5 separate regions of the Mus musculus genome follow, and regions 2, 3, 4 and 5 are each linked to region 1. The links are chromatin contacts, called in public HiChIP or PLAC-seq, Micro-C and promoter capture Hi-C maps. All regions are on one chromosome and are shown on one strand. The core of a region is the stretch at or near the end of the contact, and the rest is flanking DNA. Distances in the headings are between cores, read along the strand shown.

Evidence for each region. Promoter capture Hi-C pulls out the DNA fragments that hold promoters and counts their contacts. A called contact is a pair of places that touch in the nucleus more often than the background predicts. HiChIP or PLAC-seq counts read pairs in DNA pulled down with a chosen protein or histone mark.
Region 2: a contact with region 1 is called in a promoter capture Hi-C map of embryonic stem cells. The contact joins the promoter of Kcp here to the promoter of Impdh1 in region 1. A contact is called at or near these places in 13 of 39 promoter capture datasets (the 3T3-L1 cell line, the C10 cell line, the HPC-7 cell line and 7 more), 2 of 115 datasets of contacts at active chromatin or transcription factors (embryonic stem cells and forebrain) and 2 of 9 other capture datasets (adipose tissue and embryonic stem cells).
Region 3: an H3K4me3 HiChIP or PLAC-seq map of embryonic stem cells shows a contact between it and region 1, with 15 read pairs. The contact joins the promoter of Irf5 here to the promoter of Impdh1 in region 1. A contact is called at or near these places in 11 of 39 promoter capture datasets (the 3T3-L1 cell line, the C10 cell line, the HPC-7 cell line and 6 more), 4 of 484 Hi-C or Micro-C datasets (cortical neurons, embryonic stem cells, muscle stem cells and 1 more), 6 of 115 datasets of contacts at active chromatin or transcription factors (bone marrow-derived macrophages, embryonic stem cells, forebrain and 1 more) and 2 of 9 other capture datasets (adipose tissue and liver).
Region 4: a Micro-C map of embryonic stem cells shows a contact between it and region 1, with 2.4 times the contacts expected there. The contact joins the promoter of Lrrc4 here to the promoter of Impdh1 in region 1. A contact is called at or near these places in 2 of 39 promoter capture datasets (hippocampal neurons and liver) and 2 of 484 Hi-C or Micro-C datasets (cortical neurons and embryonic stem cells).
Region 5: an H3K4me3 HiChIP or PLAC-seq map of bone marrow-derived macrophages shows a contact between it and region 1, with 3 times the contacts expected there. The contact joins the enhancer-like site here to the promoter of Impdh1 in region 1. A contact is called at or near these places in 5 of 39 promoter capture datasets (cranial neural crest, frontonasal cranial neural crest, hippocampal neurons and 2 more), 4 of 115 datasets of contacts at active chromatin or transcription factors (bone marrow-derived macrophages, embryonic stem cells and neural tube) and 2 of 9 other capture datasets (adipose tissue and embryonic stem cells).

The regions. Positions count from the first base shown.
Region 1 is chr6:29,214,766-29,220,208 of GRCm38.p6, forward strand. It overlaps Impdh1 (inosine monophosphate dehydrogenase 1), which reads right to left and starts at 1,599. Exons shown (of 15, transcript NM_001302933.1): 1 at 1,307-1,599. The coding sequence starts at 1,476.
Region 2 is chr6:29,506,079-29,510,995 of GRCm38.p6, forward strand. It overlaps Kcp (kielin/chordin-like protein), which reads right to left and starts at 1,874. Exons shown (of 38, transcript NM_001029985.4): 1 at 1,779-1,874. The coding sequence starts at 1,848. Gm26627 (a long non-coding RNA gene) reads left to right here and starts at 1,094. Exons shown (of 3, transcript XR_868831.3): 1 at 1,094-1,873; 2 at 2,361-2,809.
Region 3 is chr6:29,524,521-29,529,689 of GRCm38.p6, forward strand. It overlaps Irf5 (interferon regulatory factor 5), which reads left to right and starts at 2,105. Exons shown (of 9, transcript NM_012057.4): 1 at 2,105-2,254. Gm26627 (a long non-coding RNA gene) reads left to right here. Exons shown (of 3, transcript XR_868831.3): 3 at 1-184.
Region 4 is chr6:28,829,160-28,834,106 of GRCm38.p6, forward strand. It overlaps Lrrc4 (leucine rich repeat containing 4), which reads right to left and starts at 2,588. Exons shown (of 1, transcript NM_138682.2): 1 at 1-2,588. The coding sequence starts at 2,455. The coding sequence ends at 497. The region is part of intron 16 of Snd1 (staphylococcal nuclease and tudor domain containing 1); the gene reads left to right.
Region 5 is chr6:29,620,052-29,625,454 of GRCm38.p6, forward strand. No RefSeq gene overlaps it. Among named protein-coding and RNA genes, the nearest start is that of Tnpo3, 13 kb to the left of the region's middle. Within about 2 kb of position 3,985, at least 3 of the 459 cell types and tissues checked have an H3K27ac peak or open chromatin away from gene starts, as enhancers often do. A contact at or near this core is called in bone marrow-derived macrophages, where this site is marked.

The DNA.
Region 1 (5,443 bases), core at 349-2,848:
TCAAGCCAGAGAGACCAGTAATGCTGCTGGACTGAAGCCTAGGGCTTCTCAGAGAACCCTTGCCTTTTCCTACACCTTCATTCAGGTTGGTGGAGGCAGATAGAGGTCTTAGCTGGCAGGTTTTGGATTTTATACTGGCCTGGCTGGGGTCCAAGTTTACACAGGCCATTCTGAGCCTAAGTGGGGGGCGGGAAGTGTGGGGTTGGCACTGTCCCTTTGATGCAGCAGTACATCTGAAAAAGAGATGCACCTGCCTGAACTCTGAGATTCTACAGTCCTAGTTTCCTTCGAGCTCACAAGTACCGTGGCCCGCTTCCTCCCATATAGTGGCACCTCTCTAAAACCCCAAGCCCTCCAAACTAGATTTCTATTATAGAAAAACGGATGGCAGGTTGCTTAAGCCTAAGTCAGTTCTAAAGAGACAGCCAGCAACGGCAGGAGGGGCTGGGCTTCGTAGCCCCAAAAGCCGTTAAAAGTTCTTACATAAGCGGCCAAACCCTGGGCAGAAGAACTACCTGGCTAATTCCCCAGACCACCCTCCCCTCAAAACCCAGCTGCCAGATCACCTCCCCAAGCTGCTGAGCACCAGCAGATGGGGTAGAGAAAGAAGTCCAAATCCCCTGGACCGGAAGGACAGTAGGATTGCATTTCAAACTGCGATACAATCCAGAGATTAGCCGCTGTCTCTTTTTTCAGCTCGTTCCCTTGAGGCCCAGTTCACTGCCCCAACTCTTTCTCCAGGGACCCTCATTCATTGCCTTTCAGACCCCCTGCATTGGGGTACAAGTCTTTCCAAGGAGTGAACAGCAGCCGCCTCACTGGATCTCAGTGCCTGGTGAGAAAGTGCAAGTACCTTCCCCTAGTCCTAGGGAGACACTCAATCCGGACACCCACACCTATTGAATACATTCTAGGAAGAAGAAAGCTGAGGAGAAAGCGCCGTTGGACCGGGACTCCAACAAGCACTTTTTGTACCCCAGAGGTCGGAGCCACTTGTACCAAGCGTCGCTGAGTGTGTAGTATAGGTCGGATCTTAGATAAAATGTTAGGGAGCGATATTACAACCTGCGCCCTCTCTCCAGCTCCCCGGAGTAACGCGGCACTGAACTGTTTGCACAGTGCCCGCCTGCATCCGCCAGCCAAGAGTCAGGTGTATGACAGTCTAACTGCGTCTGGGGAAGTGCAATGGCAGTAGAGGGGACCTGCCTCTGGCCTCCCCCGCAGCGCTACCCGGTCTCCCGGCGTTGCCGCGCCCTTCTCTGCCGCCCGCCCCGGATGCGCCCGCGCGCCTTGCCCTGGGCGTCACCTCTCCGGCTCGTAGCCGGCCTGCAGCAGGCGGGCGCTGTACCGCTGCGCCGCGGTCTCATGTCCCGGGTGTTGCCGGGCTCCGGGCTCTGGAGCGGCAGCCGCTCCACCTCCCTGCAGCAGCGGCGAGAGCAGCCCGGACTCCGGTGGGGGTGAGAGCGGTTCCTCCATGCCATGCGGAGGCCGCAGCTCTAGGCGGCGGGAGCCTCTCCGCGTGGAGGCTCCCGAACCGGCGTAGGCAATAAGAGCCCCAGTCCGCTCCCGGAGGGAGCGGGGTAGTGGGCGGGGTCTACTGGAAGGGGCGGGGCTGGTTGTTGGGAGGCGGGGCTCTGGAAGAGCTGGTTTGGGGTCCTGGAGTCCATAGGGCTCCGCCCTTGGCACTACGCTCTGTTCCGCCCCCATGAGACGCCACTCAGGCTGAAAAGTAAGCAGATGAGCAGATGGTGAGGTGGAGCGAGGTTTGTGTTCTTCAAGGACCCAACTGAAGAGGACCCTCCGCTGTACCCTGTGTCGTGCACCTTCGAGTTTCTCCTGGTTTCATCTGAGGAAAAGGAGCGCAAACACCAGGGTAATGAACTATTATTGCATGGCCTCTTGGAGTGCTTCCAGTCCTGGGCAAGAGAGGTGGGACACTCCAGCAAGCCCTACCTATTCAACAACCCTCACCATTTCTTTATACTGCTACCCAGGGAAGACAAACAGGCTACTAGCTCCTGAAGGAAAAGACCCTAGTCTTGCCCTGCTTATAGTCTTCCTTTACAGGGAAGTAGGGCTGAGCACACACGCACTAACTCGCATTTGCTCATCTGCTGCCTAGAAAACACTTTCTATTTCAGCTTTGTTACTATTGTCAGCTTTCATAAAGCAACTCTCTGGGAAAGCAAGAAGAGTTACTGCCTTCGGGCAATTTGTTCGAGGAGGCCGAGTAGATAGAAAACAAACAACTGACAATTCTTACACTGAATACTTTTTTTTTTTTTTTAACATCTGACGATCTCAGGAATAAATAATAGACGCTTGGTGATCTGGGGCTGTTAAGATGGCTCAGTGATTAAGAGCACGGGTTGCTTTTCCATAGGACCCTGGTTCAATTCCTAGCACCCATATGGCAGCTTACAACTGTCAGGTTGTAACAGGTGATTCGTTGCCTTCTTCTGGGTTCTACAGGCACTGCATGAACATGCTGCACAGATATACATGTAGAAAGACACCTACACACATAAAATAAATAAAGTTGGATGATCTGCTGGCACTAAGATCCATTTCAAGAACCCAAAATTATGGTCTTTGTGTTGGCTAGTTTGATGTCAACTTGACAGAAGTTAACTCTGCCCTTGGTACCAGACTCTGTCGTGGGCACACACCCCTCCCCCCATCTGAACCAAGTAAATGTCAATTGAGAAAATGATAAAATGACTAAGATCAGGCTGTAGAGCATTTGCTTAGTGGTTGGGAGGCCCCAGCCTACTGTGGGTGGTGCCATCCCTGGGCAGGTGGTCCTGGGTTCTATAAGAAAGTAAGCTGAGCAAGCCATGAAGATCATGGCACCTCCCCATGGCCTCTGCATCAGTCAGTTTCTGCTTCCAGATTCCAGCCCTGTGCCGGGCGTGGTGGCGCACGCCTTTAATCCCAGCACTCGGGAGGCAGAGGCAGGCGGATTTCTGAGTTCAAGGCCAGCCTGGTCTACAAAGTGAGCTCCAGGACAGCCAGGGCTATACAGAGAAACCCTATCTCGAAAAAAAACCAAAAAAAAAAAAAAAAAAAAAAAAAAAAAAAAGATTCCATTCCAGCCCTGCTTGAGTTCCTGTTCCAACTTCCTTCAATGATGAACCACAATGTGAAGTATAAGCCAAATAAACCCTTTCCTCTCCAATATGATTTTGGTCATGGTGTTTCATCACAGCAACAATAACCCTAAGTAGGACAGCCATTAATCCAAACACTCAGAAGGCGGAGCTACAATGATCTCTGTGAGCTCAAGGCCAGTCTGGACTACATAGCAAGTTCCAATCCAGCCAGGGATGCACAGTTAAACCTATCTCAAATAAATACATACATACATACATACATACATACATACATACATACATAAGCAAGCAAAGACAGACAGACAGAAAGAAAGAAAGAAAGAAAGAAAGAAAGAAAGAAAGAAAGGAAAGAAGGAAGGAAGGAAGGAAGGAAGAAAGAAAGAAAGAAAGAAAGAAAGAAAGAAAGAAAGAAAGAAAGAAAGAAAGAAAGGCAAGCAAGCAGAATTAGGCCACACTAGGTGGTGCAGGACTGTAAGTAATCTCAGCTACCTCAGAGGTTGAGGTAATAGGAACACAGCAATTGTGGTGGTTTGCATATGCTTGGCCCAGGGAGTGGCACTATTAGGAGGTATAGCTTTATTGGAGTAGGTGTGGCCTTGTCGGCAGAAGTGTGTCACTGAAGAAGTGGGCTTTGAGACCCTCCTCCTAGCCACATGAGAGCCAGTCTTCTCCTGTCCGTCTTTGGATCAAGGTATAGAAATTTTGGTTCCTACAGTCCCACATCTGCCTGGACGCTGCCATCCTCCTGCCTGGATGATAGTGAATTGAACCTCCGAATCTGTAAGCTAGACTCAATTAAATGTTGCCTTGGCAAAAGACACCGTCAATAAGACAAAAAGACCACCAACAGATTGGGAAAGGATCTTTACCTATCCTAAATCAGATAGGGGACTAATATCCAATATATATAAAGAACTCAAGAAGGTGGACTCCAGAAAATCAAATAACCCCATTAAAAAATGGGGCTCAGAACTGAACAAAGAATTCTCACCTGAGGAATACTGAATGGCAGAGAAGCACCTGAAAAAATGTTCAACATCCTTAATCATCAGGGAAATGCAAATCAAAACAACCCTGAGATTCCACCTCACACAAGTCAGAATGGCTAAGATCAAAAATTCAGGTGACAGCAGATGCTGGCGAGGATGTGGAGAAAAACGAACACTCCTCCATTGTTGGTGGGATTGCAAGCTTGTACAACCACTCTGGAAATCAATCTGGCGGTTCCTTAGAAAATTGGACATAGTACTACTGGAGGATCCAGCAATACCTCTCCTGGGCATATATCCAGAAGATGTTCCAACTGGTAATAAGGACACATGCTCCACTGTGTTCATAGCAGCCTTATTTATAATAGCCAGAAGCTGAAAAGAACCCAGATGCCCCTCAACAGAGGAGTGGATACAGAAAATGTGGTACATTTACACAATGGAGTACTACTCAGCTATTAAAAAGAATGAATTTATGAAATTCCTAGCCAAATGGATGGACCTGGAGGGTATCATCCTGAGTGAGGTAACACAATCACAAAGGAACTCACATAATATGTACTCACTGATAAGTGGTTATTAGCCCAAAACTTAGGATACCCAAGATATAAGATACAATTTGCTACATGCATGAAACTCAAGAAGAATGAAGACCAAAGTGTGGACACTGTGCCCCTTCTTAGAATTGGGAACAAAACACCCATGGAAGGAGTTACAGAGACAAAGTTTGGAGCTGTGACAAAAGGATGGACCATCTAGAGACTGCCATATCCAGGGATCCACCCCATAATCAGCCTCCAAACGCTGACACCATTGCAAACACTAGCAAGATTTTGCTGAAAGGACCCTGATATTGCTGTCTCTTGTGAGACTATGCCGGGGCCTAGCAAGCACAGAAGTGGATGCTCACAGTCAGCTAATGGATGGATCACAGGGCTCCCAATGGAGGAGCTAGAGAAAGTACCCAAGGAGCTAAAGGGATCTGCAACCCTATAGGTGGAGCAACATTATGAACTAACCAGTTCCCTGGAGCTCTTGACTCTAGCTGCATATGTATCAAAAGATGGCCTAGTCAGCCATCACTGGAACGAGAGGCCCATTGGACATGCAAACTTTATATGCCCCAGTACAGGGGAACGCCAGGGCCAAAAAAAAAAAAATAATGGGAATGGGTGGGTAGGGAAGTGGGGGGGGAGGGTATGGGGGACTTTTGGGATAGCGTTGGAAATGTAATTGAGGAAAATACGTAATAAAAAAAAAAGAAAAAAAAAGAGTTGCCTTGGTCATGGTATGTCTTCACAGCAATGGAAACCTTAACTAAGACAGAAGTTGGTACCATGA
Region 2 (4,917 bases), core at 624-3,123, 290 kb after region 1:
AACCCAGGCCCCCCTGCAGCCTGCTCTGATTGTAGGGATCTTTAGTCATGGAGGTGGGGTGCTCGGACCATCCATCCACTGTGGGTCAGAGACAGCTCGGAGGTCTGATATGTTATGCTAGGATCAAGAGATAACACAGGCTGAAATGAAGACGAGGATGTGGGATGCGTGCAAGAACGAACTGGTGTGTGTATGTCCACGCGTGTCCACTCATCTATACCTGTCAGTAAAGGAGCTGCATGTGGCAGAAGCCAGGAACCCCCATATTGGATGCAGTGGGCTCTGGAAGGCAGAAGCTAGCTGTGCTGTGTTGGCAACAGCATGCAACACTCCAACAGATGCAGCACTCCAGACAGAGAGGGCAGCCTGTCCCTGGGACTAGATAACATTATGTCCAGGAAGGAAGCCCTGGCCTCTGAGCTTAGGCCTGGGGTGGGGCCCAGCTACATTTCTCTTCACCTTATGCCCACTCTCAAGGCAGGAAGGTAGAGGCGAGGGCACCGGCCACAGACATCATGGAGTGGAAGGGTCCCCAGAAGTGCTGACCAAGAAAGGGGCTGAAGGAGATGTCTGGCCTTTCTTTCTCACAGCGGCAACTCAATCAGGAAGAGCTGGAGTAACTGAAAGTCTTTCTCCCAGGGACACTAGGCCTGCGAAGCAGGGGGATGTCACCTGCTCCTTTCTTTCTACTGTCACCATAAAGAGGAGGACGTTCCAGCCCAATTTCCGGGGCTCAATAAATGCCACCCCAACTCTGGGGTTCAGTGCTACTCTCCGGTATCCCTTAGTTCCCACCAGTCTCTGGTTTCCCTCAGTTGTCTCATAATCCACGGCCTCCCCCACCCCCACCCCCATCCCACTGTCTTCACAGAAGCTGAAGAGAAAGTCTCCTACTGCAGTCTGTCCTCTCTCCACAGCACAAGGCGCCAAGCAGCAAGTTAAGACTTCATCTGTCACCACAGCACTGCCCAGCTTTCCACCCCACCGCCATACAGCTCTCCCCACCACAGGTCCCAGCCGGTCTACCTTCACACCACCAGCATCCCATGCATTCTGTTCTCACCTTGTCCCCAGAAATTGGCACTGTCTTGACATGGTCTCCCTGCCCAACTTCCATCCACAAGGATGATGCTCGCGGGCGGGGTCTCAGTATCTGAAACCCCAAGCGTGACCTCCTCTAGCGACCCAACCCTTAAAGCCCCAGCACCCAACCAGCTCCTCCCGCTTTGCTTAAGCAGGCACAACGGAGGGGGCCGAGGAGCCATTCAGGGTGTCCTCTTGGATCCCCAGCTGAAGACAGGCTCAGTCCCTTTTCCTGGAAGATCTGCAGAAAGTCCTGGAAGTGGCACGAATCTGGTTGCTCCCCAGAAACTGTCTTCAGGTTTCCCCTTACCCTCCTCCTACTCTGCTTTTGCAGAGACCAACCATAAGTGCAAGCCGGACAGGACTAAGTCATTTCCCACAGAGAGCGCTCCCCTCCCCCTCTCCTCAATACAAATAATTAACTTCAGATACTCAGATGCCAGGACAGCCTCTGCTTCACCGCTACTTAGGACTCCTTGGCAGGGACCACAGAAGGACCCGGCCCAGTTCAGCAATCCCTGTCTGGCCGCCCTGCCCCCACCCTGCTCGCCCACCGACGGGGAGGACGGAGAGAGAGCACCAAGGCCGGCCAGCGACGCGCAACCCAGGCGGGGATGGAGAAGTGGTCTGGCCCGGTCCGACGGTCTGCTGGGCTGAGCCATAAGTTGGGGCACACCCAGGACGCTCCGACTCACCCCGCGCGGCCAGCGCCAGGCTCCCGAGGTGCAGGAGCAGTGGTAGCAACGCCGCCCGAGCCCCCGCCATGCTCGCTCGACCCGCCTCGCTTTAGGTCTGTGCTCAGCCGGCGCTGCGGGAGGCGGGGTGCGGAGACTCAAGCCGCCGCCCACCCAGTCTTTGTTCAGGGAGGGCTCCGCGGTTCTCCGCCCCTTGGTGCCCGCTCCCCTATCGCACCTAGGGCTTCTCACCCCACCCCACCCCAATCCACCCCACCCCACCCCGTTCCCCTGAGGATCCTGACCCATAGCAGTCTTCCAAGCTCTGCAGGAAGTTGGGTGCGGGGTAAGCGACCAGGAGCAACCATGTCCCTGCCCTTTGGGGTTGCTCATCCTCTAGGGGGTCCCAGTGACAGTCCCAGTGACTTTACTTCCACCTCATGGGCTTATGGGAACAGAAGGCTGAGCTGGACTGAAAACCCTCTGCAAGGGGCTGGAGAGATGGTTCAGTGGTTAAGAGCATTTGCTGCTCTTGTAGAGGACTTGAGTTCCGTTCATAGCACCCACGTGGCTGCTCACCATCATCTATAATTTCTATTTCAGGGAATCCAACGCCCACCTCTGACCTCCCCAGCACCAGGCACGTATGTGATGTATGTTAACATAGTTCTCTCTCGTCCTTGCTTGCTTCCTTCCTTCCTTCCTTCCTTTCTCTCTTTCTTTCCTTCTTTCTTTTGTTCTGTTTTATTGGGCTCGTATACCTGTTTCCCTTCCAACCTTTGCTCCACCCTAATCCCGTCTAAGCCCCCCAAACTAAATATATAACCCCTAACTTCCCGCAGGGCCTCTGTTATCCCGTTTATAAGCAGTGGAACCAGCATCCACAGTACAGTGAGCAGCAGACAAAGTCACCTAAATTAAGAATCCAGGGAGCTGAACTGCAAGAAGCCTGCTATGGAAATTGGTGTGGTGGCATACACCCGCAATGCCAGCTTTCCCAGTTGAAGCAAGGAGATGGGAGGATTCAAGGCCACCATAAGCTACAAGAGCAGGTTTGAGACCAGCCTGGGATATGTGAATGAAATCTTAAATGAAACACAAACACACACACACACACACACACACACTGGGAGGGGAGGGGTTGTCAGATGGTAAGAACTCAGAACAAACAACAGTCAGTGTTGATTAAAAGCACCCACTCTTCACTTCCACATCTCTCTCCTGGAGCCCACCGACCACATCTACACCAGATGCAGGCCAAATGCCCAGCCTCCCTTCTCTGGCTGGCTGGGCTCCTTTTCCAAAGTCTGGACTCAGGGCTCAGCAGGAGTAGGAAGCCCTGGGCTTACTTCAGGGGAGGAGCCCAAAGTGAGGAAATAGGAAAATGGTCCAGAGCCTAGGACTGGGAAACAGCTCTGTGCAGCTGGGAAGGCAGGATGGGGCCCCATGTTCACAGCAGAGGGACACGGAGGGTGGGGCTGTAAATCCAGCCAAAGAAGTCCCTGCCTTGGCCTTGAAGACCTGGAATGTGAAGTCACCCTTCCCCAGCTGGGGCAGGGCAGGAACTGAAGGTCTCCCTCTGGAGTCAAGGCTTGAGTAAAAGAGGGCAGGGTCTCTTCGCAGATGTGAGGGCCCCTCTTGGGGCTAAGCAGTTTGCAGCAGGCGGAGGGGAGACTGTGACTAAACCTTTCCCCTGTGACTTGGAGCTAGGGTCACTCAGCAAAGGAAAAGCCAGAGCCAATGGAAGCCAACGGAACTAGGAACTAGCAGCTCTTGTCCAAACCCGGAAGTAATGAGAGACAGAAAGAGAGAGACAGAGTCACAGACAGAGACAGAGGAGACACAGAGACAGAGACGGAGAAGGAAAGAAAAGAAAAGAAGAGAAAAGAATATCCTGGAGACAAGTCTCTAGTCCAGGCTGACCTCAAAGTCCATAGGTAGCCAAGGGCGAACTTGGGCTTCTGATTCTCTGCCTCCTGAGGTCTGAGGTTACAGGAACTTACCACCATGAAGATTATATTCAGGGTTCCAGATGGAACCCAGGGCTTCATGCATGCAAGGACTCTTTCAACTGAGCCACATCTCCAGCAGGAACATTGTTTCTGTCACCTGGGAGCCTCTTGCAAAGCGGGTTAGGATGGCAGACTGGTCAGGAACAAGGTTGCCAGGCCTCAGTCGGAGTCTGGCCTATTGCTTAATTCTGTGTGATCTCAGACAAGAGGCGTCACTTTCAGTGGCTGATTTCTGTCTCTTGTATTTATTAGTGTTGGGGGAGCAGGTTGGCGGTGTTTGGGCCCGTGCGTGCCTCAGCGCCACAGCATGTATGTGGACCTAAGAGGGTGATTCCAGGATTCTCCCTCCTCTGCAGACCTAACTTGGGTCATCACCCTTTTCACTGTAAGCCATTTACTCTGCTGAGCCATCCCACCAGCCCACAGTAGCCAATTTCTCATCTTTGGCCCTAACCTCTAATTGCCTTCCTCAGAAACTATTTGTGTGGATTGAAAATATTAATCCTAGCCAGGCCGTGGTGGTGCATACCTTTAATTCCAGCACTCTGGAGGCAGAAGCCACCAGATCTCTGTGAGTTTGAGGTCAGCCTGGTCTACAAACTGAGTTCCAAGACAACCAGGGCTACACAGAGGAACTCTGTCACAAATACATACATACACACACACACACACACACACACACACACACACACACACACACATACACACACTGTCTTAGGGTTTCTATTCCTGCACAAACATCATGACCAAGAAGCAAGTTGGGGAGAAAAGGGTTTATTCAGCTTACACTTCCACACTGTAGTTCATCACCAAAGGAAGTCAGAACTGGAACTCAAGCAGGCCAGGAAGCAGGAGCAGAGGCCACTGAAGGACGTTCCTTACTGGCTTGCCTCCCCTGGCTTGCTCAGCCTGCTTTCTTACAGAACCTAAGACTCCCAGCCCAGGGATGGCACCACCCACAAGGGGCCTTTCCCCTTGATCACTAATTGAGAAAAATGCCTTACAGCTGGATCTCATGAAGGCATTTCCTCAACTGAGGTGCCTTTCTCTGGGATAACTCCAGCCTGTGTCAAGTTGACACACAAAACCAGCCAGCACATACATGCATGCATACATACGTACATAAATACATACATACCTGGAAGAGG
Region 3 (5,169 bases), core at 855-3,354, 310 kb after region 1:
TCACTGAATGAGCACTACCCCTTTCCTTCCTCCAGAAACAGGTCTCTGGCTCAGGGCAGTTTTTGGCTAAGGGGCTCCTTGTCAGGGAAGACAGGATCTGAATGGAGCAGAATCTTTTCGGAGCCCCGTTTATCTTATGGCCTGCCGCTGAGTTTAGGCCTCAGCTGCCCCAGTGCAGACATGCGCCACTGTGACTGGATCCACCCAGAGTTTTAATTTTAAAAATGTGAAACAGAAGGACACATGGCTCAGTGATAGAGTGCCTAGCATATATGAGAGGGTAATATATTCAGCAGATACAAATAATATATTTCCATTTTATATTCAGCTACAGTGAAAGGAGGGGGAGATATATAGAGAGAAGGAAAACAAAAACAAACCCACTGGATTCTCTCTGCTCATTGAAGTCTAATCCAGACATCCCTGGGAAGGCAGCAGAGGTTAAGGAAGAAGCCACAATTCTAATTAATTAATACCACGGTATCTGTCAGCAATCTAAGGCTTTAAATGTAGAGGGTAAACAGTATGTCTACAATGTATATATTTTACTTGCTAGCTAAAGTGAACAATGGGGTGTGTGTGTGGGGGGGGGGGGGGTAAACAAGATGGCTGGCAAGCCTGACAGCCTTAGTTCAGTCCCTGGGCCAGGCATATGAAGGAGAGAACTGGCTGAAGTTGTCCTCTGACATACTCATGCTTATGTGTACCCACAGATGTACACACAAAATAAATGTAATAACATTTTAATTTAACAATTCATTCAGAATATTTGTGTATTAAAAATATCTCTAGGACCGAAGAGATAGCTTGGTAGTTAAGAGCATCTGCTGTTCTTGCAGTAGACCTGGATTCAGATCTCAGCACCCACACCCCCTCGCTCACAACAGTCTCTAACTCCAGTTCCAGAGAATCCAGCGCCCTCTTCTGGTCTCTGCAGGAACTGCATGTTCACGATGCACATGCATGCTGACAAAATACTCATATACATAAAAAATAAAATAAATCACTAAAAAGAATTAAGATGGTAAACATTTAAAATATATGTGCTTATATCTTTAGTTAAGCTGCCTGCGATGCTACACCAAATCTCAGCTACTCAAGGCATCTGAGCCAGGAAAATCGTTTGATTCCTGGAGTTGGAGACCAGCACCGGCAACACAACTTTTTACCCTTAAAAGAGTTAAAACCCAAGAAACAAATACAATAACCCTTTAGAATTATGACAGGGCAGAGAAGGCAGGCACTTAGTAGCACAGTGCTTGCTTAGAATGTGCAAGGTCCTGGGTTCCATTATCAGTAAAATACAAATATAAAAATAAAAATTACTATAGATCATGAACCATGCAAGACAGGGTTGGTTCCCAACTAAGCTGAATTTCAGTGGAAATTAGACGTTAAAATCATATGGAAAAATCAAACGGAAAGACTCTGGAAGTCGTCTCCACCCCTCCTCCAAACCAATCAACAAATTACACCAAAACACAACAAACCAAAAGCTGACTCAAGGAAGGGGTAGACCTTCCTGGAAAAAACACTTAGACTATCAAATAATATGATGCTGACCCAAAAGTTGAAGAGTGAGAATCAGCGAATAATGTTCCTACATGAACAGGATGTGTGGAAGTTGAGGCCAGCATCGACTCGGACAGGAAGGCCCGTTTATGGAACCGGGAGGTCGGGGTGGGGGTGGGAACCCGCTCAAAGGGCAAACCCAAACCACGGTGAAGGTAAGGGCAAAAGAAGAGGTGGGCTTGTCAGTCACATGGTGAGTTGGAGCGGTCCGGAGGGCCAGTGTTAAGGCTGAGGAGACAGAGTGGCCCAAGGTATGTTGAAAGGGAGCTCTCAGGGGTCTCCCAATGCCCTGGAGTGTGGCTCCATCGACGCCCGCGCGCAGCGGATCTCCAGCTCCAGGCGGGCGCGGACTAGGTGAGGACAGGCTACAGGGTATCTGGGGACTGGGTGATGGATGACTCTGTCTCCCCGGATTCCCAAAGGAGCCCGGCGAGGGGCGCCGAGCTGTCTGCGGTCTCGCGGAGGCCCCGGGCTTCCCCGCGGTGGGCGGTGGATGGGTAGGGGCCCGGGGCGCGGGGTGGTGGCGAGGGGCGGGGCGGGGCGCTGCCCCGGGCGGGGGCGGCGCGATGCGGAAGTGCGGGGCGGGCTGGGCGACCCGCGGGCGGTGCAGCTCGGCGAGAGCTCAGCTCGGCCGCAGCGCCAGGCCGGGGCTCCAGGCTCCCCGCGGGCGCACAGCAAACAGGTAGGTCCCGGGGCTGTGGGCTGTGTTGGGCTCCTCGCCCCGAGGGCGGTGGGAACAGCCCCGGGCTTCAGCCAAGCCACGGCTCCGACCCACGGCGACCTGCACGCCCCGGGCACCTGCCAACGGGGCCAGCGGGGTCGGGATCCCGCTCCTCCGCGGTGGGCGATGATCGAAGGCGGCGCCGGGCCAGCGCGAATGGCTCCAAGGCGCTCCGCACCAGGCCAGCTCGGAGTGCCGGGCTCCGGCCGCCAACGTTCGCATGCTCGGGGAAAGTCCCAAGGGCCCAGTGGACATCCCCACTGCGCCTCGCCAGGGTCAAGGATGCCAAGCGCCCTGTCACAGTCTGGCGGGGACCAGGGAGGAGCGAGTTTCCGACCCCGACCCTGTCGGCACACAGCTCGTCTCTCCTCCCCGGCCACACCTCACTTTTTCGACTAAAGAGGTTGAGGTGTCAAGCAGCGATCCCTCCCAAGGATCTTAAAGCCAAGGACAGGAATCTGTGGGAATAGAGTTTGAGGGGAGACGTTGTCAAATAGAGGCTCTGCTCCTTGACTCGTAGCTCAAAAGGGGACGACGATTTATTCTTAGCTGTTGAGAAGAATCGGGGCGGGGGCTGATTAATGCTTGGTCTAGTTTCTTGACGGCCTGCCCCTAAACTTAAGAAGTAACAACTTAGAATCTGAACGTGAAGGGAAAGTGTAGTTGGGCCGAAACGCAGGCGGAGAGATGTCCCGGGCCAGTATTCGCCCTCGGTGCAGATGTCTCCCAGACTCCAGGTGTCTCTCGAACCTCCAGAGGACCCAGAGCGGGTACCTAGTAGCAGGGGTGGAAGTGGGGGCTTTCTTGGCCTCCTCCTGGCATAGCAAGGCGGACACGTCCCGGTCCAGAGGAGCGGACCAGGAACGGACACTAAGCCAGTAACCCCGCGATGACTCCAGGGGCTGACCCAGGTTCCTTCCCACCCCCACCCCCCTTCCCTCCGCGTTATGCCCCGGGTGGAGTCTGCCGGGATGATCAGGAGGGAACGACCTGGCCTGAACTCCAAAGTGAGGATAAGTGATCAGGACCAGAAAGGATGTGGACGGGGCTGACGGAGGCTGGAGAGGCTAAAAGCCTCGCATGAGGACCTGTGTGATACAGTACAGCATTCGCCCTCTCTACTCCCTAAGCTCCTGGCTAAAGTCTAGGAAAGAGATAGGTAGGAGACCACTCCTATTAACTAAAAGTCCTTCGGGGGTTTTCCCTTGAACTCTGGCCTTCCCCCAGCCTGCCCCTGGGAGGAAGCCGGGAGAGGGTTCTTCCTGCCGCACCTGCTGCCCCAGAATCTCAGCCTGTGTGCACTCTGAAGGGGCAGGGCCCCGGGTGTGTCGCTCACCTGGAGAGGGCGGGATTTATGCTCATGCCTACTGCAGGTAACCCCTGGATGTTGCCTTGAACTGGGTGTGGGGTTTAGAACGGGACAATTCGAGAGACAGGAGGGGTTCGAAGCTCTGCCTTTATTCCTTCCGTTATGGCAGCTTCTCCCCACCAGCTCCGGAGTTCTCAGTGATCTGACTGCCCAGGCAGCCTCTCCTGGGACTTCATGACCTTGGGGTGAGCTATGGGGACTCTCCATCGCAGTCGGGATTCAAGGGCTGCTTCCATGCCCCATCACATGTGGGATACTTCCTGAGGTCTGACATGGAAGATGGTGGGGGCTCTGTTCGTTTCTCCTTTTTAGGGCTCATAGCCAGACATCTCAGTCTGCGTTGTGTGTCAGCACTGCTCTTATTCAAAACCTCCAGACCCAGGAGCGGGCAGTCATGTTTAGACGCTGCAATTGTGAACTGGCAGGCAGGATCTGACTTAGATCTAAGCCTTTTTTGTTGGGCAGGAGGGAGCTTCTGTGGGGTAGATGCTGAACTTGGTCCTGCTCAGGGCGAGGCTCCTGTGCATCTAGCTGCAGGTGGTGCCTTCTGCCCCTAGATGAACACACCCTCCTCTCATGGCCCTGGCTTGCTGTGGGGATCATTTCTCTACGTCACTACTCCATTAGAAGGGACTGCCGCTTCCTAACACTGAGGCCAGAGCAACAATTTCAAAACCTTTCTCTGATTTAATTTATCATCATCAGGCTGAGACAGAAAGAAAGCTGCAGTGTTCCTTGGCTCCTTCTTGGTCTCCGAAGCAGGGCAGTGAGTGCTCTGCTCTTCCTGTTCATACTACTCTTGACATGACTCTCTCTCTCTCTCTCTCTCTCTCTCTCTCTGTGTGTGTGTGTGTGTGTGTGTGTGTGTGTGTGTGTGTGTGTGTGTACATCACCCTCCATTCTAAGATCAGAGCTGCTTAGGAGCTATAATGGGAGACAGAGAGGATGATGTTGAGGATGGGGTGGGGGTGGGTCAGCCGAGTGAGTCAGATCTCTGAGTTGTCCCATCGGGCTACTTTCATTTCCCTTAGGTCAGGGTGGAGGCTGGCGCAGAAAGAGGAACTAAGCCACCTCTTCTTAAGCTTGGGGGCAGGGCTGGGAGCCTTTCCACGCTCTCTGTCCAAAGCTGGCAGTGCTATTCCTGGGTCTCTGGCCGCTGAGGTATGCACTGCTCTGAAGTGCTCTGAAGTCTGTAGAGGGTCGCTCCGCTAGCCTGGATGTGGCATGTAGTAGCCACAACCCAGAAGACACTAGGTGGGGGAATTGCAGGGGAAACTGGGGCTCCATGCTGCAAAACCCAAGTAAGTCTGCTGAGTTTTGTTTTGTTCTTTAACTGGCTGAATGAGAGAGTGTCTTCCCAGGAGCTGCTGGCACCGCAGCCTTCCTCTTCTCTGTTTCTGAACCCCGCCCCACCCCCACCCCAAGTTCAAGAGTTCAAGATCAAGAATATGGTCAAGGGCAGGAAAGAGCTTCCCAGGAGGGAAGATGGGTGAGAGGGAGGGAGCTC
Region 4 (4,947 bases), core at 1,338-3,837, 380 kb before region 1:
AACCTTTGGGCACAGTACAAATTTGTGATGCTTTTTAAAATTATTTTGTTTAATAAGATAGATCTGTAAAGACAGCTCTCAGCTTAAGAAAGGTGTCTATAGAAATGGTATTCCTAGATCCTGTAAAGCATCTTCTAAAAATTGACAGATGCAGGCTATCCTCCCTGCCCCCAGCAGCCCACACCCTGCCACTTTAGGGGTGTTGGTTGTTTTAGTTTGTTTTGTCTTAGCAGTTTCCACCTTACAGCAGTTGACTTGAGGCTCCTACCCACAACATTGCCAAGAACCCCTTCCCTCCCCTTTAAATAGAACTTACAAGTTAGAAAATAGTTTTGTTTTCATTTTTTTGTTTTTAAATTTTAATATAATCTTTTTTAACCAGCCCATAGATTTAATATATAAGCATATACAAGAAAAAGTCTCTCCCCACTCTGTACAAAAGTTGCTCTTTTTTGTGCATTCTATTGCATTTTATAAGTTTTTGAGGGAGGGGGAGTCATATTTGAGTTTCCTGTACCTTGTCCTTGGTATGGGTCTGAATTATATAAGGTTCAGAGATAGTGGTGACTGTGGGGTGCAGAGAGTTCCCCAGGCTGTTTTCTGTCCAGTGGGCCCCATGTGCTGGTTTGTAGGTGTTGTAGTTAATATGGTCATGTATTGTGGGCAACACTACTGCCCCCTCACCTGATACACCGGACGGAGCTGCTGTTGCTGCTGCAGGTGCTGCTGCTGGGATGTCTTCATCCACCTGGATAATCTCTACTGTCCTGGCAGCTGTGACTGTACTCCGCTGCTGGTGCCGCTTGCGAAGTTTATAGAAGACAATCAACATGGCAGCAGCTAGGAGAGTCACTGCCACAAAGCAGCCAATGATGATCTTGGTGGTCTTCATGACTTCATCCAGGCTGGTCTGCATCTTGTCAGTGGTATCTGTGGAGGGTACTGGCACCTGCTTGGGCACACGGGTGGTCTGAATGAGCACCGTGGTAGAGGTGGTATATGCCGGCTGGTAACCAGTGGATGTGGTGGGAACAGGCTTGTACTTCCGTGTTATGTCCTCAGGTGATATCTCTGTGGTTTCCACTGTTACAGTGGTGAAGAAGCTGAAGTTGGGGGTGTTGAGCTCGGCCGAGCTCACATTGAGGTAGGCCGAGGCATTGGAGTTGCCTGCCACATTGGTCACCATGCATGTGTATACTCCAGTGTCTATGAGCAGCACACGAGAAAAGTTCAAGGTGCCATCATTGAGAACAGAGATCCGGGGATGCCGGGAGGCGTGGCTGAGCACTGTCCCATTGGGCAGCAACCACTTCACAGAGGACATAGGGGGAGTCCGACACTTCAGTTCTGCCATCCGATCCTCAGAGATATTGAGGTCCCGGGGTGCATCCATGATGAAAGGGGCAGAGCACTGAAAGGCAGCCTGGTCCACCTCTACCAGGTAGCGGCCTCGCATGTGCATGGGAGCATGACAGCGGCCACAGCAGGTGGAATTGGTTGGGATATACTCCCGAAGCCACCAAGCCAGCCACAGAATATCACAATCACAGTTCCAAGGATTGTGGTGTAGGTGCAACTCCACCAGGTATCTCAGGGGTGTGAAGAGGTCATGGGGCAAAGATGAGAGGTTATTGTGGGCTAAGTTGAGTTCCACGAGGGAAGCCAGTCCGTCAAAAGCATTCCGCTCAATCAGGCTGACCTGTGAGTTCATCACCCACAGTTTTTTGAGGGAGCTTAGGCCATGGAAGGACCCAGGCCTGATCTCAGGAAAGTGGTTCCCTGACATCTCAAGCTCCTCGAGCCCCACCAGGGGTGTAAGATTGGGCATATCCTTAATGTTGCACATGCCCAAGTTCAGGTACTTGAGGTTGAACAGCCCCTCAAAAGCCCCCTCAGAGATATACTCCAGCTTCTTGAGTTCCCCCAAGTCCAGACGCATGAGGGAGGGCACCCGGTTGAAGGCATAAGAAGGGATGCTCTCAATGGGATTGTTTCGCAGCCAGAGCTCCCGCAGTTTGGACAGGTACTCAAAGGCCCCACTGGGGATGACTGTCAGCCAGTTGTCGAACAGTTCCAGAGTGTTGAGACTGGCGAGGCCATTGAAGGCCCCCACCTCTATCTGCCTGATGGAGTTCCTGCCCAGCTGCAGGACCTCCAGGTGATGGAGGTGCCTGAAGGTGTCGGCCTGAATCATCTGGATGTTGTTTTCCATGAGGTTGAGATACCGGGTGTTGGAAGGAATACCCTGTGGGACCTCAGAGAGTCCCCGGCGGGTGCACACCACCTTGCTGAACTGGTTACTGCAGGAACAGACGGAGGGGCAGTTTTGGGGCCCGGCTGAAGCGGCAGCAGCGATGGCTGCACACAGAATCCACACTTGCGCCGTGAGGTAGACGACGGGAAGCAGGACGGCATTCCAGGTGTGGTGCACAGTTACCTGCCACAAGAGCTTCATGGTGTGGCACGTTCATAATTCACCATCGCCTGGGATTTTGGCTTGGAAAAGAGAACCAGCCTTACCCCGGCTTAAGTGAGCTAGGAGCTCCTCTTTCCATCTGGAGAAGGAGGTGGGGAGGGGGCGATTAGAGACAAGCAGATCGGCCTAGAAAAACCCTGCGAAACTACTGAGCGGCCCCTCATCTACCAGCCCACCCTCAAGGCCAACCCATAGAAAGCTAAGACTCTCTCCCACGTTGCGACCATCCCCACCCAATTCCCTGTCACCTACCTCGGAAGGAAAGCAGGAAAGAATTAGCGCTGTGTCCTTAAGCTTTCTCCACGAGAGCTGGGCTCATCGTTCCCATTCTGACTTTAGTTTTAATTAACAAAGGGGGAAGTAGTGGGGGCAGGGAGGGCAGAGGGGAGGGGAGGGGAGGGGTAGGGGAGACAAAATGGCTTCTAGTAAATCCGGAGCCGGCGAAGCCGCGGAGTTGAGGCGCGCCAGGGAGAGCCAAGGCCCGGCGGGCTATGCAGGTGCATGCCCCCCCGAGAGCCCGAGGAGCGGCGCCACCAGCGCTTCCCTGCTTTGTCCTTGGACCCTGGCACCAGCTTGTTCCAGTCGCGGGAGAAGGCGCTTCATCGCCAAAGTGTGTCTCCAGCCCCCAGCCCTCTCCCTGGGCCGCCGCGGGGGATGGGGGTGCGGGGGCGCTCCCGAAGCCGCCCAGGCCGCGCTCGCTGGTTGCTGCGCTGCTCTCCACTCTGCTTTCCCAGCGTCGGCCGCCCAGAGCTGGCGGCAGCTGATTGCAGTCGTGAGCTCGCGGGGCTGCGAGAGTTAAGAGGTGTTCGCTGCGCCTTCGCCCTCCCTAGGCACACACCCCCTTTTCTCTTCGCCTCTTCTCGGAAGGGTTAAAAAGACAAAAACTGGGCTCAGTTCTCCAGTCCCGCCGTCTGCTGGTGCGGGGAGCGGTAATCCGTCCAGCCCCAGAGGGGCAGCGGCGTGGACGTGGTGCTGGGACCCAGTCCGCGAACGGAGGAGCGCGCAGCGCCCGCGGTCGCGCCCGCACCGCAGGCCCCTTCAGGGAGTCCGGGGGCGGGCGCGGGTCCGGCAGCGGCGGCGGCCGCAGCCCCCGGCAGCGCGCAAGCGCCCGCCGCCGCCCGCCACTGCTGGGCTCCCGGCGCGCCGCCGGCCCCGGCTTTGTGCGGAGAGTGCGAGTTCGCCGCTGGGCTCCCGGAGCCTTCAGCAACGGAGCTGCCAGCGGGCTGCTGCAGCGGCCAGAGCGCTGGCGACGGCAGCGTGAGCAGTGGGGGTAGCGGCTGCGGGAAACGCTCCGAAGCCGGTGAACATGGTCCCCGCTGGCTAGCGGCGGCGGTGGCAGCAGCGGGGCCCCTGCGCTCGGCGCCCACCGTCTCCTCCTCGCGCCGGGCTCGCGGTGTTGCAGGTGGCAGCCACGCAGACTGCTCTCTCATCCTTTTGTCCTTCAGTCAGAACGTGAATGTACTGCTGACGCATACTGTTCTAGGGAGAAGATTAGCGTGATGCAGTGCTCTTATGTATTAACACCGCTCTCCCTCTGCCGCCTGCCCTCAAGGGGTTAACGCCGCGCCTTCCAGCACGCGCTGGCTCGCGCCGCGCAGCCCCGAGTCGCGGAGGGCTGCCTGCCTTCCTCGCTTCTTCCTTCCTTCCTTCCTTCCTTCCTTCCTTCCTTCCTTCCTTCCTTCCTTCTTTTTCCCCACCCCCCTCCCCCCTCCCCCGCAGCTTCCTCCCCGCCCCCTCTAGACGATCGGAGCGGCCCGAGCGGGCGAGCGGGCGAGCGAGTCCGAGTGAGCGTCAAGTGAGGGGCTGCGCGCTAGTCGCAGGCGTTCGCAGCTATTTTGGTCAGGTCGGAGCGAGTGGCTGGTTGGCCGCTGATAGGCTGGAGCCGTGCGGGGCTGCAGCGGAGACTGCGCGGCCCCCACCCGAGCCACCCAGCACCCTACAGCCGTGGACTGCTGGGCTCAGGGGCCCGGGTGCGGCGGCCCTCGGTGGGGCTGCAGCAGTTGGCCGGCCTCCTACGAGCGCCCGCGTCATCCGCACCCCCGCTGAATGCTGACGGGGTGCCTGGCTGCGCGGCCAGAGTTTGGATCTGCAGGATGGTGGGGACCTAGGGGCAGGCAGCCGAATCCACGCAAGGGCTGCGTTGAGTCAGAAGACCAAAGTCTATGCTTCGCCTTACTCTGTGCCTGTCCTTCCAGTCCCCTCTCTCGAACATTTTCTTGCCCCCTCCCCTCTCCCACAGTAACTAGGGCTTTAAATGATAGTTTTCTTAATGAGGGCTGTGGGGGCGGGAAACAGTGGGAAGAAAGACCAAATTCAAGGAGTCGGGGAAATGACAACCTGGGGAGGATTGAGGTGAGTTCTGAGAACCCATGGTGCAGCAGCCCGTGGTTCATTCATTGGGGAGCTGCCTGCAGCCTTGCCTCTCAGATGCCCCCTTCCCCTCCCCTGTATGCAGGGGCCAGTAAGGTAAT
Region 5 (5,403 bases), core at 2,735-5,234, 410 kb after region 1:
ACCTCCTGACCTCTGAAGGCACCATGCACACACGTGGAATGACAAGACAAGTCTGCAGAGGCTCCTCCATCTTGTATTCTTATTGAGACCATTTCAGGTTTAATCAGAGTTTGACCTCCTCAATGGAGAATCCTATGGAAAATTATACAACTCTAGTCTAGAAGGAGGAAGATGAGGAGGAAGACAAGGAGGAGCAGGAGGGGGGAGGGGGAGGGGGGAGGAGGAGTGGGCGTCACCACATAGCTTCAGCTTCTCCTGGCCCAGCATCTAGCTAATCAGCCCTCAGGGCACGTGCTTTAGCCTGAATTCCTGCAGCTTGCACAACTGGAGCAAACTGTACACACAGCAGTTTCTCCCCTCAGTTCAACCATAGACTGAGGATAGCATGTGCCTTGGCTTTCCAGCTCAGAGGCACCCTGAGTCAACAGCTTTCCCTGGAATTTCGCTTGCAGAGCAAGTTGAAGCTGATGGAGGAGCCAGAGTGGTGGATGGTAAATAAGAATTGTGAATGTCTACAAGATACCCAGAGCAACGAGCTCAGCCTTCAGCCTTAATAAGTGCCGAACGCAGAAGCACCAGGTAGACTGGTCTCCTTTTGAACAAAATGGAATTCATTTTAAGGAAACAAGAAGGAACAAACCACTATAGAAAATCCAGGGAAATAGAAGAGAGGAAAAAAAACATGGAAAGTTCAGAGTCTGCACCCTGCCTCCTCCTCTTTTTGTCCCTCCAAGTCTTCAGTCTCCCATTGAGCTTTTTCTCTTTGGAAGCTTGACACAGAGAAAAGGGAGACGCGGCTTTTCCTCAACAAGATTCATTATTTTTGTAGTACTTAGGGGCTGAGCCCAGGATCTCACGCCTTTAAGACAAGCACTCTTAAACACCGAGCTATGCACGCCTCTCAAGATTAATTTGCATAATTCTTGTTACATTCGCTGCAAGAACACTTCTGCAAGAACACTTCACGTAGTTTGTTTGGTTCAGGGTGTGATAAGGGTCAAACTGTTGCCTAACCGGCAAGGCTAGTGGGGAAAAAGAAAAAAGAAAAAGGGGAAAAAAAAAAAAAAAGCTTTGCTTATGACCCCAAATGGGGCACGCCTCTTTCTGTTTCTCTCGGAAAGACGCTGTCCTAAGATCTGACGACGTTGGCACCAACCCTCTCACTGCTTCTAACCATGAGTTTAGTCTGGCAGCTGGCTTTTGTTTTTCTTTTTGAGGCAGAATCTTGCGCTTGAAATCCTCCTGACTCAGCATTTCAATTAACTGAGATCACAGTGTATTTAACAAGAAATGGGAGCAGGAAACCAACCAAAGCCATGACTACCCAGTCTCAGCCAATCACCTTCAGATAGTCCCAGTCACGTGGCTTCGCAGGATGCTGGACTCTCTTGCTTCCTGGGTGATGTGACTCCTTAGGTTCACTAATGACTCCCATGCCCCCTGCCCCTCTGCCTGGCCAGCGCTCAGGGTATACCAGCTCTGGTTCCACATTGTGGATCTAGACCTTCGACAAAGCCATTGCCCATCCTCCAGTCTTCTAGAGTTCTCTACAGACTGAGACTTGTGATTTCCTCTTCCCCAATGCCCAAATACTTCACCGTCTGGGACTCTAACTTCCATGACTTCTACATCACTCTGTGTTATACATGTTATACATGTTCTACACCTCTATTGCCATAGGTGGGGGTGGGGGGTCTGGACTTCAAAGAAATTTCATTGCTCAACTGCCTTTCTAGCCTCATTAACTCCAGGGCAAGGTCTAGAGTGTCAATCAATGTCAAGCTCTCAAGTCATTGTAAGGAGGATGACAGCCATGCCTTCGTTTTGCTACAAAAGTTTCTTATTGGGACAGCTAGTACTCCCTTCTGATCCAAGTCTGACCTAAATATTGTAGGAATAGTGACGTCCAAAAGTACATCAAACATCTCCAAAATACCCCTACCTGAGTCTTCTTTCCTTTTTTTTTTTTTTTTTTTTTTTTTTTTTTGCCTCTCAAGAGTAGAACATGCAACACACTCGTGTGCGTGTACACACACACACACACACACACACACACACACACACACACACACAGCACCTTACATACCAACCATCTTACCATACTTCAATTCTTAGGACCAGTTGTCCTTTGCTCTGGATTGCTGGGGGGCCAGCTCCGGCGGGGGTGCTCTTCTTTCTTGTCAGTTCTTCTTGAGGCAGTGGAGGGGGAAGAGCGTAGGCGGAGGGTAAGACTTGGTCTTACGAGATTCGAGATTCGGGGATAAGACTTTGTCTTACAAGATATTTAGGGTTGTTGAATAATAAAAAGTTTACTTACCTAAGTCTAAGTTACTATGCTACTGTAGCTGATCTGCCTTCTGCGATCCTCTGAGGCTAGAAACTGCAGTTTCTGGCTCTTAGCACCTCATCCTCAAACCACAAAGGATTAAGTAAATAGCCTTTGTTCTATCTCAGCGGGAACTGCTGGGCTCTAACTTTCAACCTGCTAGTTGGAAGTCGCAGGAAGAAAACTGGTTAGAAGAGAAGTGGTTATAGAGTTTATTACTAAGTTGTAAAAAGTTTCCTATGAAAGTTGCCTAAGGGGAAAGGTGGAAAGATCCTAAGTGGGGAAAGGCAAAAAAATTCTTTCTCCTTTGTCTTCAGTACTTATACATCTTTCAGAATACACGATCACAGGTTACAGAGTTTATCACAAGTTCACACAAAAAATCAAATCATAAATTGAAATAGAAGTTTACAACAGAGAATGTTTACCTGCATATCCATTAGGAGCAATTACCTGGCTAAACAACCATCACCTGTCTCAGCCCCACAGGTTCACTGAAGGTTTAAAACCATCACTAACTTATTAGTGAAGTTTTGCATAGATAAGCCCAGTCAATATTTTATCTTCTGTCCTAGCACCCATAATAAGTCATTAGTTCCCCTTTTATGACCTTTAGTTAAATGTTTTACAACCTCTTGGAATGTGCTCTAAGTAAGAGAAAGTCTGGTTACCATCTAAGAGCAATTAACAGGTGACACTTGGGAGACTGGCAGAGTTTTCATTGCAGCTTTGACTATCAGAAAAAGACCTAATAGCAGTCCAGTTATTGAAAAAAAAAAGAGCTTAATAATCACAGATATAGTTTTAGGAATTCCTATAGGATCATCATTAAGACTTAAGTCATCTATTTGTCTATATAGCATCACTACAAGATAGTACATCTTCTTGGATCTGTAGAGATCTGCTCCAAAGGGGTGTGCTACTACTTAGTGATTGTTATATATATTTAATAGTAACAGGAAAAGCATTTTAATAGCAGAAATCTTTCCTAAAATGAGTCCCTTACAGTCTTGCTTAATAAGGGTGCACCCATCGCAGACTATATAATAGTCCAGAGCAGGCCACTTCAGGATGATCACCTGCTAGTTAATTAGCTTGTCCCATTATGGCTCCTGACACTGGATTAAGGGTTTTCCTGATCTAGGACTTCCAGTGTCATCCTAGGAAAGTCCTGGCAAACTGGGGTGGCTAATCACTCTGATTGTCTTCTATTGACTCCTATAAGAGATTATATGCTATAGGAATCATAAGTGATTCTGCCTCTAACACTCCTTTTTAGAAACTGGTCTCTCATTTCTCCCATCCTTTCTTCCCTATCTCTCCTCCATTCAAGATTATACCGGGAACAACCTTGAAGAGGATGCTAACTCAAGATTCCCAAGGCTATGACCTGTGTCCTTTCTGCACTGGATGCTGGTCTCAATTTGACTACTGCGCCAAGAAATTTAATTTAGGAATTGGACAGAGTGTGTCATCCCAGGCAGAGGCAGGAGGATCAGGAGTTTAAAAACATAGTCAGCTATATAGGGAATTTGAGAAGAGCCGGGGCTACATGAAACTCAGTAGTATTTTTTTAAAGGAATTACTAAACATCTTAAATAATAAAACCTACTGTAGAATGAGCAATACAGGAAGCCTGACAGTAACAGAAGAGGAAACACACACCCAGAAAAAAAGCAGAAACTGAGACAGGACCTTCAGGCTGGTTCACTGTGATTCCCACCCCTGGGTGTGCAGCGTTCACCTGGCCAGCTTTTCTATTGCTATGTGGTTTGAAAGAACTGGGGGAGGAGTTGCAGCAGTGTGTCACTCTGTAACCTCAGGTGTCCTGGAACTCACTACATAGCCCAGGATGACCTCAACCTCAAGGCCACCCTCCTACCTCCCCAATACAGAGGTGGCAGGCATGGGCCCAAAGAGTTTCTTTTCTTTTTTTTTTTTTTTTTTTTTTTTTTTAGGTTAACCTTCTAAAAATTTATTTATTATTTTGGTATTTATTTTTATTTAACTCATTTTTTTAAATTAGGTATTTAATTCATTTACATTTCCAATGCTATCCCAAAAGTCCCCCACACCCTCCCCCACCCACTCCCCCACTCCCCCACTCCCACTTTTTGGCCCTGGCATTCCCCTGTACCGAGGCATACAAAATTTGTACGACCAATGGGCCTCTCTTTTCACTGATGGCCGACTAGGCCATCTTCTGATACATATGCAGCTAGAGACACGAACTCCATGGGGGAGTGGGGGCCGCGGTACTGGTTAGTTCATATTGTTGTTCCACCTATAGGGTTGCAGATCCCCCCAGCTCCTTGGGTACTTTCTCTAGCTCCTCCATTGGGGGCCCTGTGTTCCATCCAATAGCTGACTGTGAGCATCCACTTCTGTGTTTGCTAGGCCTCGGCATAGTCTCACAAGAGACAGCTATATCAGTGTCCTTTCAGCAAAATCTTGCTGGTGTATGCAATGGTGTCAGCGTTTGGAGGCTGATTATGAGATGGATCCCCAGGTATGGCAGTCTCTAGATGGTCCATCCTTTCGTCTCAGCTCTAAACTTTGTCTCTGTAACTCCTTCCATGGGTGTTTTGTTCCCAATTCTAAGAAGGGGCAAAGTATCCACACTTTGGTCTTCATTCTTCTTGAGTTTCATGTGTTTCACAAATTGTATCTTATGTCTTGGGTATTCTAAGTTTCTGGGCTAATATCCATTTATCAGTGAGTACATATCATGTGTGTTCTTTTGTGATTGGGTTACCTCACTCAGGATGATGCCCTCCAGGTCCATCCATTTGGCTAGGAATTTCATAAATTCATTCTTTTTAATAGCTGAGTAGTACTCCATTGTGTAAATGTACCACATTTTCTGTATCCATTCCTCTGTTGAGGAGCATCTGGGTTCTTTTTTTTTTTTTTTTTTTTTTTTTTTTTTTTTTGGTTTTTCAAGACAGGGTTTCTCTGTATAGCCCTGGCTGTCCTGGAACTCACTTTGTAGACCAGGCTGGCCTTGAACTCAGAAATCTGCCTGCCTCTGCCTCCCAAGTGCTGGGATTAAAGGCATGCGCCACCACGCCCGGCTT